2 separate regions of the Mus musculus genome follow, and region 2 is linked to region 1. Evidence: chromatin contacts called from public promoter capture Hi-C data. All regions are on one chromosome and are shown on one strand. Each heading gives the region's core, a stretch centred on a gene start, on an enhancer-like site or on the middle of the called end of the contact. The rest is flanking DNA. Distances are from core to core; before and after follow the strand shown. Region 1 has its middle 17 kb from the start of Mrpl15. Region 2 holds the start of Atp6v1h (ATPase, H+ transporting, lysosomal V1 subunit H).

The links. Promoter capture Hi-C pulls out the DNA fragments that hold promoters and counts their contacts.
Region 2: a promoter capture Hi-C map of liver shows a contact between it and region 1, with 2.2 times the contacts expected there. The contact joins the promoter of Atp6v1h here to the enhancer-like site in region 1. A contact is called at or near these places in 21 of 39 promoter capture datasets (the 3T3-L1 cell line, 3T3-L1-derived adipocytes, the C10 cell line and 13 more), 4 of 15 datasets of contacts at CTCF or cohesin (the NIH/3T3 cell line, embryonic stem cells, pro-B cells and 1 more), 10 of 484 Hi-C or Micro-C datasets (the 3T3-L1 cell line, 3T3-L1-derived adipocytes, the C10 cell line and 6 more), 1 of 115 datasets of contacts at active chromatin or transcription factors (forebrain) and 3 of 9 other capture datasets (embryonic stem cells, liver and pancreatic islet).

What each region holds. Positions count from the first base shown.
Region 1 is chr1:4,766,103-4,771,327 of GRCm38.p6, reverse strand. It overlaps the pseudogene Gm6123. Among named protein-coding and RNA genes, the nearest start is that of Mrpl15, 17 kb to the left of the region's middle. Within about 2 kb of position 2,742, at least 10 of the 459 cell types and tissues checked have an H3K27ac peak or open chromatin away from gene starts, as enhancers often do. A contact at or near this core is called in liver, where this site is marked.
Region 2 is chr1:5,080,349-5,085,573 of GRCm38.p6, reverse strand. Atp6v1h (ATPase, H+ transporting, lysosomal V1 subunit H) reads right to left here and starts at 2,488. Exons shown (of 14, transcript NM_133826.5): 1 at 2,296-2,488; 2 at 1,011-1,157. The coding sequence starts at 1,123.

The DNA.
Region 1 (5,225 bases), core at 1,493-3,992:
CTAACCTTGTATGCACCGTCATACTGGGCAACTTCTTCCCCAAGCAGAAAAACTTTTTCATCTCTTTCTAGTTCTTCATCCGTACCTTGATTATTAGCTTCACGAACTGTCAACTGCACCGCTGCGGGCGCCGAGCGGTGAAAACGCCTGGAAACCTGCCGCAAGGGTCCCCGCACCAGACCAGCCACCACCGCCATCTTGCCCGTGTCCTCTACTAGCTGCCCGAAAACTAATTTTAAATAATGGATTTTATATTTCTAAGCTGGCAACTATACATACACACACACACACACACACACACACACACACACACACACACACACAGACAGACACACAGAGGAACTTAAAAGGGTTGTCAAGGGATTTTGTTTAAGGCCAGGGTTAGGGCTGCTGAAGGATACGTAACAGGACTGTGTAGTCATCCTGTTGGCTTGATGCTCTTGCTTCCACATCCTGGCAAAGTTAAAGTACAGACTGGATTCAGAAGTGATTATACTTCAAGATTAGAATGAGAAAGCCAGGGAGCTATGCATGTGTTCTTCTCGGAAGGAAAATCCACCCTGAATCCAAAAGTCCAATGTAGAATGTGGCTGGTTTGCTGAGGAGAGGAACCCAGGCAGGACTGGTGTTGGCGAGTTGGCCCAGTCAGCTCTTTGCATCTGTTTATAGGGTTTTCTGCATCTTCCAAGCCCCCATTCAGAATGCAGATTGAAGCTTCAACCCAGCCAGCCCAGCCAGCCCAGCCTGTCCAGTGAGCTATGACCCATGGCAGTGGTGGAGACCTTAGTTCTAGTGTCACACTGGTTAGAATGTTCAAGGACATAAGTGATTCTAATGGCGGTTCCTCACTGCTTGTCATTTGTACATTTGTGTCATTGTCCTCGCCCCCAACCTCCCTTGCCATGGCCTGTGAGCCAACTGCTGAGACAAGCTGTTACACTCTGAGCCTTTCTGGGCAGGGTCGGAATCTCACTGTGCTAGTTTTGTAGAACTTGACTGTCACAAATTTCTGGGCTCTTGAGTGGGCTGTCTCCTTTTCCTCTCGTTTGTTGGTGGGCTTGTGGCTACCTGCATGGAGTAGCTACTGAGAATGAAACGTTGCCTTCTGCTTAGACAAACTCTGGCAAGCGGCCAGCAGGAGTTACCTTTGAAATACTTTCAAGTGAAAAGTTCTAAAAGAAGTAACGTTTGAGATGCTCAAAGGTGAAGAATTGGAGTCTCCCAAAAACGAAATCGGCATTTCAAATTGGCAAGACTGCCCCCTGGTGGCCAAATGCAAGCATTGGGAAATTCCAGGTTTGATTAATAATATTAAGTATTCATGAGTTTCTACAATCGACAGTTCTCAAGGGCACACACACAGGCACAATGCTAGACACATTGAAATTAGAAAGGCAGTTGCCTCAGAGGTTCAGACACTAGGATAACCAAACCACTGAAATACAATGGACAGAATCTGAAGTAAGTTTCAAAGGGATTGATTAGAACCTAGGTCTGGTGGAACAAACCCAAGTTCTGTAATAGATGGTGACCACAAAAACAAAAAAAACAAACAAACAAACAAAAAAAACAAAAAACAAAAAAACAAAAAAACAAAAAAAAACCGAAGGAAAGACAGCCAAATCTCAAGTTGTAGCAGCTGCTTTCACACCGAATTTCTTCAATCCCCCCAAAACTTTGTTTCAGATGTTGATCTCAAGTTTCCTAGGGGGATATTATGGTATCCTAACTGTGTTAAGGATACACAGCTGACAAGCTCTTACTTTTTGGTATATTATACACAGAGTGAAGTTGCTGAGAGTGTACAGTCACAAGCCAGTGTTGAACATGGGAGCAAAGTGGATTAAGGAAGGAGTTTTGAAGGGCTTGGTCCTTGGTGCATAAACCAAGTTAGCCAGGAATTCTTGTGAGCTTCAGTTATCTTGCCAGCAAAATTGTGTGGATAACAGTACTTCTTATGGTTGATGGCCAGCACGGAAGAAGGGATATATGGACCGATGTGCTAGTGAAAGGGATCGCCATTAAGCACAGGATTTTTTTTTTTTTTTTTTAGAAAAATACTACATACTCTAAGTTAGACTTGAACTTGATTCTGTTTCTAGAGGGCTAGGATTGCAAACATGCGTCACTAAGCCTGGTTGACATTCATCCTTGAACTATACAGGGTCGATGGCATGGCTCAGTGCCTAAAGCTCTTTTCCAGGCAAGCCTATTGATCTGAGTTCACTTCCTGGAACCCATGGCGAAGGTGGAAGCAGAGGCCAACTCCACATGGCCTCCACGTGTGTACCAAGGCAATTCTCCAACATCATGGCCACACATAATAACACATTAAAAAAGAGTTAAAGGGAGATATTCTGGGAAGAAAGCCTTCCTCCTTTAGGTAGCCGAATTGCAGCGGAGATAATGCTCTGGCTACTGGAGTCTCCCTGGGAACTAATAGAGCTGGAGGTGAGCTGCAGCACCCACTTGGCTGTTTTCATTTCTGGATAGTTCAGTGAACTCTCCAGACCAAAAGAGTCTTTATAATTTGATTTATGCCAGCCACTAAGAGGCAAAATAGAATTCAGAAATTTTACCTGAGAGTAAAAACAGCCCTGAGAGGCTGTTTCAAAAGTAGGGCAGGAATCTTGGCATGGTGTCTCTCTCCTTTAATCACAACATTTGGGAAGCACAGGCAACTGGTTCTCTAATTTCAGGGTCAGCGTGGTCTTTGTAAGTGAAATGGGACACGAAATCAAGTTAACATTTCTGCAGTGCCGTGTGTGACCACTAGGTGACACTGTTTCCTAAAATTTCTTAGGCTGTTTCCACTGCTGTAATTTTTGTTTTTGTTTTTGTTTTTTGAGACAAGATTTCTTATTGTAACAGGACTGTCTTGGAACTCACTCTGTTGACCACGCTGGCCTTGAACTCAGGAATCTGCCTGCCTCTGCCTCCTAACTGCTGGGATCAAAGTTGCATACTACCACACCCAGCCTGTAATTTTTTTTTTTTTTTGTAAATAACCTTCTTAAATTGACAAATCATTTTGCTTTTTAAAGAAGGAGATTAGAAGATTAAAAATGTGACATATAATATGTAAATTCTGCTCTATACAATATTATGGAGAAAAAGGTTTTAAAATATCACCATTAAAATAAAAAAAAAATTAAAACAAACAACACAAAACAAACAAAAGCCCAGAAACAATAGATTACAAGTTCAGGTAAATATTTGGAAATAATATCGCTCACTTTATATCATCGGTCAGGATGAAGCCACAATAAGAATTAGTAAGTCGTACTGAAGAATACTTGCTTTAAACTGTGTGTGTGACTGACTTCAGGAAACACACTCATTAAAGAGATGTGAAAAATACAAGAAAGATGGCATCATTTTTTAATGATATAAATAAACTGCGGAACCTTTAGCCTATTAAACATCATCAAAGACATCCAGTCAAGGTCACTGATAAAAATGAACTTCCTGCTTCTTTCCTTTAGAATAAACAGATCTATAAATTGAGACTTGAGGCCTACAGCTACAGGGAGCGCCCAGCAATAGCCACAACATGACAGCAGCAGTGGCAAGCACCTCCAGTCTTGCTCCTGTGCCTCGGGCCAAGCACAGATGTCCTGGCTCCTCACCCTCTTGTAAGCTTGCAGAAATGAGATGGCAGATACTCAGCCGCTCCAGGTTTTAATGGCTGTTTTCTGAACTTGGGTCAAGCACAGATGTCCTTATTTCTACCACCCAGCTGATCAGCCTGTTGATACATCTTGTGGTTTTAAGGCTTACTATCTTCAGGAGTGGACTTGTGGGAAGCATGGCGACCGTGTGCACGAGCACCAGAGGAAGCAGAACTAGGATGCGCTGTCAGGGCTGGGCTAAAGAGGCACTTAGAAACTGTTATAGGCCGGGCAGTGGTGGCGCACGCCTTTAATCCCAGCACTTGTGAGGCAGAGGCAGGCGGATTTCTGAGTTCGAGGCCAGCCTGGTCTACAGAGTGAGTTCCAGGACAGCCAGGGCTATACAGAGAAACCCTGTCTCGAAAAAACAAAACAAAACAAAATAACAACAACAAAAAGGAAACTGTTATAGATCCAGATGTGGATTCCTAGAAGGAACAGCTCCCACAGCAGCTGTGTAGCCCAGGCTCGTTCTGAGGACTTCATTGATCTGTTGCAAAACAAATGTTCTACTTTCAAAAACTAGAAGAAAAAAAGTGAGAGAAATATCAAACTTTATCAAATGTGGATGGAAGGTGAGGAGAACCGCAGTGTTTGGGTTAAAAACATCGGATTCAAGAAGGCATCCAAAACAGTATGTAAAGGTTACAGTCTGGCGACAGCTCTCAACAGTAGCGTGGCCTGCTGCTGCCTGCTGCTGCCGTCTGCTGCCTTGTGTAGGATGGGGAGAGCGTGTTCTGCTCTTTGTTCTACTTCCCGTTCAGGGGAGGAACTCTTTCCCACCTCCTGCCTGGCTCTCTCAGGGTGAGAAACATATAGTAGTATCAAGATCATAATTAGAACGCAGTGTCCCAAATCCTATTATAACACAAAAGAAAACCAACAGGGCTGTTTCTGGCTCCTCAGTACAGTGTGTAATAACCACACTAGCTTGTTAGAGGCGGGGAAAGTGAAGAAAGACAAAGGTTATTCAGCCGTTCTCACTGAACCGTAAGGAATGTGTCCTGTGTGTGGTAACTTGCTGAGTAGCTCTGGGTCTCAGCTCTGTGTCACTGGACATCATGGACACTCACCAAGAGATCTCACTATCAAGAGCAGGTCTTACAGCTCTTTTTTTTTTTTTTTTTTTTTTTGGTTTTTCGAGACAGGGTTTCTCTGTGTAGCCCTGGTTGTCCTGGAACTCACTTTGTAGACCAGGCTGGCCTCGAACTCAGAAATCTGCCTGCCTCTGCCTCCCGAGTGCTGGGATTAAAGGCGTGCGCCACCATGCCCGGCTGATCTTATAGCTCTTACGCAGAGCCAATGCAAGGTCCAATGCAAGGTCCACTCTTCTTGGCCTTCCCAAGATAATTTTGTGAGTGAACTCACAGATCAACCCACTCTACAAAACTAAGCATCAAAGCCTCAATATTTTAAAGTACTCAACTCCTACAGGCAAAAACCAAAAATAAGCTGGAGAGATGGCTCTGTGATTAAGAGCACTTACTGCTCTTCCAGAGGTCCTCAGTTCAATGCCCAGCATATCAGGTGGCTCAGAACCCCCTGTCACTCCCT
Region 2 (5,225 bases), core at 1,239-3,738, 310 kb before region 1:
TTAGACTTCAAATACATTTTGGGTTTCTTAACTTAAGAATCATCTTGAAAAGCACCAAGTAAACAACCCCAACTCCTCCCAAGGGTCCCCAGGTACCCAGAATATCACAGCCATCCCCTGCTGCCCTGCTGTGAGCTTCAGCTCTTACCACTGCTTACCTCCAAACTATACATCACTTCCAGCACAATCTTCCCTTTATGACACATGGTCAAATAGCACTCATCCTTGAAAACTCAATTGAAGGATCTTCTGATGGTGGAATCAGCTACCCTTTTTTGTACACTCATAAGCCTATCTTCCTATCATCATAGCTAACAATAAAGGTCTGTTTTGATACTATGAGTTCCTTTTGAAATGCTATTCTATATAACCTTTGTATAGGCAAGACAAAAAATAAGCAACAGATTTCTTAACTGATTTTTCAATGTGCATATTCAAATCTGACCCTCAGTAACCCAGTTATAAATATGCCAAAATAAAGTCATATGAAATAAAATGATGAAATATTACTAAGAATAAATGCGGGCTGACGAAATGGTGGGGGGGTGGGGGGAGGGTGAATGCACCTGCCACTCAAGCCTGACAACCTCACTTTCATCCCCAGTGCCAGAGAACCAGTCCTCCCATAGGTTATTCTCTGATTTGCAAAGGCATGGCATGCAGAACACACATGGTGTATACAATCATCTGTTACTCCAGTTCCAGGGTATCTGAGACCCTCTTCTCAGCTCTGAGGGCACTCGCATTCAGGTGCCACACATACATACATGCAGGCAAAAACAGTCATACACACAGTATAAAATAAAATAACTGCTATGAACTGTTCTATTTTCCCAAGTGGTTCCTACCATATCTGTCACACTCCCTAAGACAGCTAGCTATGGAGAGAAGGAAATGTTAAAATTAATTTATTAGCATTTTTCCAGTATTTCTCTCATAGAAGCATGACCATGAAAAAGCCTGATGGAAAAGCACATGACATCCATGACTCACAACAAACCAGTACGCACTGAAGATAAGACTGCCAGTTCACTTTGTTGGCACGAACTTCAGCAGCCTTGGCCGCAATGATGTTAGTTGGGACAGCAGCATCCACAGCACCTCGAATGTCCATCTTGGTCATCTAAACTTTATGACTTTGAATGTTTCCCACAGACCTTCAAGATAAAAACAGGATAGCAGCCATTTAATTTTTTGAACTACAAGTATTAATATAACCATATTGATTTCACTTAGCTTGAATATTAAATATCCTAGGTCTGAAAAGCATTACCGTATTTCAAATTCTGTCTACCACCCCATAAAAGGCTTTCTATTGACTTGTTCTTTTTCCAGGGAAGAGTTTTTAATTCTTAGCCTCAATAAACACTGAGACGTTTAAAATGACCACTTAAGAGACTGACAGCAAAATCAGAACTAAACTGAATATTAAGCCAATCTCTTTGACCACCTTAGTGCAATCATACCCAGTGCTTAGAATACATTAAAAATAACCCAGAAGTCCACTACTTTAAATCTATTCAATCACGTTCTAATCTCTTCTACAAAAAATAAAATTAAAAAAGGGTCAATTATGGTATTTATGGGCATCTATTATGCTTCGATTTGCAAAGACACTATATTAATTCCTTTCTTTAAAATTACTGATTCAAAATAAAATACACTAAGAGGTGTGGTATACCAGGACCTTCTTTTCAAACAGAAATTGACAAACATTTCCAAAATCAATATTGAAAGAAATTTCTGAAACAACGTATGTCCAACCAACAATAGGAGTCTATTCTGACAAGAAAAATATACAATAATGTGCTACTAAAAAAAAAAAAAAAAATTCCCAGTCCTCAACGTAATAGATAAGTTACATCTCATTCTACTACGATGCAAAAACCATTCCCAAAACGTACGTTCTTACCTACGAGCAAAAGGAGGTTTAAAAATAAAATCATACCCAAATTCTATTCCGCGTTGCCGAAGTGCTTAGTCAGTGTGGAACTTAGATTTCTCTTTGTGGGAACTCGCTGCCTGAACAAGCAAGGTCGGCGCAGACTGCGGGTCCCAGGTAAAACCGGCTCCATCCGGGCAAGGCTGGCACCAAAGGCACAGCGCAGCCTTCCCGGGCGGCCCGACCCCCGCGGCTCTCCCGGCCCGGCCCGGCCCGGCCCAGGCCTGCCCACCCCCGCGCTCTCTGCTTCCCTCCGAGGGGAGGAAGGCCCTGCGGCTCCGCAGACCCTGGCGCGGCCGGCAGGGAAACCAGTCGGCTCTCCGGAGCCGGGGAGGGACCCCAGGCGGCCTCACCTGGATAGCCTCGGGGAGTGAGGGCCGCACGGGCGGGCAGGCGCCGGTCGAGCTCCGAGGTCTCAGTGGCCACGGGAGACCCAGAGCAGAACGAAGGCGACTCCGTGGGAGACGTTGCGAGCCTCACTCAGAGGAAGCCGGAACAGCTACGAAGTGACAGCAGCGTCTGGCACGTGAGCAGCCGCACGTGACCGCAGCTGAGGGCGGAAGCCGAGAGCGCCCAAAACTGCTGGACCGCGCACCAAATGGCCTTTCCCAGGCCACTTAACTTGGTCACTTCAAACTGGCAGAGCTCGCCACCCTGCAGGCCACTGGTGCCAAAAAGCCAAAAATCTTTGAAGAAGCTTGGTTTATGACCTTTGAGTGGTTTGGGTTTGTTTGAATTAAACATCTCAGCGGGCCAGGCATTCATACTCCGATTTTAAGCATAAGACTCAGACTGAGAAATGAATCATAGACCCATGGTATAAGTATATGTAGACCCACCAGTAATACATGTCTCAGAAAAAGTTATTCATTGTTTACCTAACTTCATTTTTCTCTAGGCTTATATGATGAACAGAGACAGTCTATGAATTTAGAGCTTTATTGTAGGAAGATAAAGAGAAAAAGAGAAGATAAAAGAAAGAGAGGGGCCGGCCATAGCCAAGTGGAGAGAGGGGGAAGGGAGAGAAGGAGGGCTAGAGAGGAGTAAGAAAGGTGAGAGCTTAAGAGAGAGAGGAGGTCCCAAGCAGCCCCTTTTATAGTTGGCTGGGCAATCTTTTAATTTTTAATATTTTTATTAGGTATTTTCCTCATTTACATTTCCAGTGCTATCCCAAAAGTCCCCCATACCCTCCCCCCCCCCACTCCCTTACCCACCCTCTCCCACTTTTTGGCCCTGGCGTTCCCCTGTACTGGGGCATATAAAGTTTGCCTTTATATGGGCCTCTCTTTGCAGTGATGGCCGACTAGGCCATCTTTTGATACATATGCAGCTAGAGTCAAGAGCTCCGGGATATTGGTTAGTTCATAATGTTGATCCACCTATAGGGTTGCAGATCCCTTTAGCTCCATTGTGTAGATGTACCACATTTTCTGTATCCATTCCTCTGTTGAGGGGCATCTGGGTTCTTTCCAGCTTCTGGCTATTATAAATAAGGCTGCTATGAACATGGTGGAGCATGTGTCCTTCTTACCAGTTGGGGCATCTTCTGGATATATGCCCAGGAGAGGTATTGCTGGATCCTCCGGTAGTACTATGTCCAATTTTCTGAGGAACCACCAGACTGATCTCCAGAGTGGTTGTACAAGCCTGCAATCCCACCAACAATGGAGGAGTGTTCCTCTTTCTCCACATCCACGACAGCATCTGCTGTCATCTGAATTTTTGATCTTAGCCATTCTGACTGGTGTGAGGTGGAATCTCAGGGTTGTTTTGATTTGCATTTCCCTGATGATTAAGGATGTTGAACATTTTTTCAGGTGCTTCTCTGCCATTCGGTATTCCTCAGGTGAGAATTCTTTGTTCAGCTCTGAGCCCCATTTTTTAATGGGGTTATTTGATTTTCTGAAGTCCACCTTCTTAAGTTCTTTATATATGTTGGATATTAGTCCCCTATCTGATTTAGGATAGGTAAAGATCCTTTCCCAATCTGTTGGTGGTCTCTTTGTCTTATTGACGGTGTCTTTTGCCTTGCAGAAACTTTGGAGTTTCATTAGGTCCCATTTGTCAATTCTCAATCTTACAGCACAAGCCATTGCTGTTCTGTTTTTCCCCTGTGCCCATATCTTCAAGGCTTTTCCCCACTTTCTCCTCTATAAGTTTCAGTCTCTCTGGTTTTATGTGAAGTTCTTTGATCCATTTAGATTTGACCTTAGTACAAGGAGATAAGTATGGATCTATTCGCATTCTTCTACATGATAACAACCAGTTGTGCCAGCACCAATTGTTGAAAATGCTGTCTTTCTTCCACTGGATGGTTTTAGCTCCCTTGTCGAAGATCAAGTGACCATAGGTATGTGGGTTCATTTCTGGGTCTTCAATTCTATTCCATTGGTCTACTTGTCTGTCTCTATACCAGTACCATGCAGTTTTTACCACAATTGCTCTGTAGTAAAGCTTTAGGTCAGGCATGGTGATTCCACCAGAGGTTCTTTTATCCTTGAGAAGAGTTTTTGCTATCCTAGGTTTTTTGATATTCCAGATGAATTTGCAAATTGCTCCTTCTAATTCGTTGAAGAATTGAGTTGGAATTTTGATGGGGATTGCATTGAATCTGTAGATTGCTTTTGGCAAGATAGCCATTTTTACAATGGTGATCCTGCCAATCCATGAGCATGGGAGATCTTTCCATCTTCTGAGATCTTCTTTAATTTCTTTCTTCAGAGACTTGAAGTTTTTATGATACAGATCTTTCACTTCCTTAGTTAGAGTCACTCCGAGATATTTTATATTATTTGTGACTATTGAGAAGGGTGTTGTTTCCCTAATTTCTTTCTCAGCCTGTTTATTCTTTGTGTAGAGAAAGGCCATTGACTTGTTTGAGTTAATTTTATATCCAGCTACTTCACCGAAGCTGTTTATCAGGTTTAGGAGTTCTCTGGTGGAATTTTTAGGGTCACTTATATATACTATCATATCATCTGCAAAAAGTGATATTTTGACTTCCTCCTTTCCAATTTGTATCCCCTTGATCTCCTTTTGTTGTCGAATTGCTCTGGCTAATACTTCAAGTACTATGTTGAAAAGGTAGGGAGAAAGTGGGTAGCCTTGTCTAGTCCCTGATTTTAGTGGGATTGCTTCCAGCTTCTCTCCATTTACTTTGATGTTGGCTCCTGGTTTGCTGTAGGTTGCTTTTATCATGTTTAGGTATGGGCCTTGAATTCCTGATCTTTCCAGAACTTTTATCATGAATGGGTGTTGGATCTTGTCAAATGCTTTTTCTGCA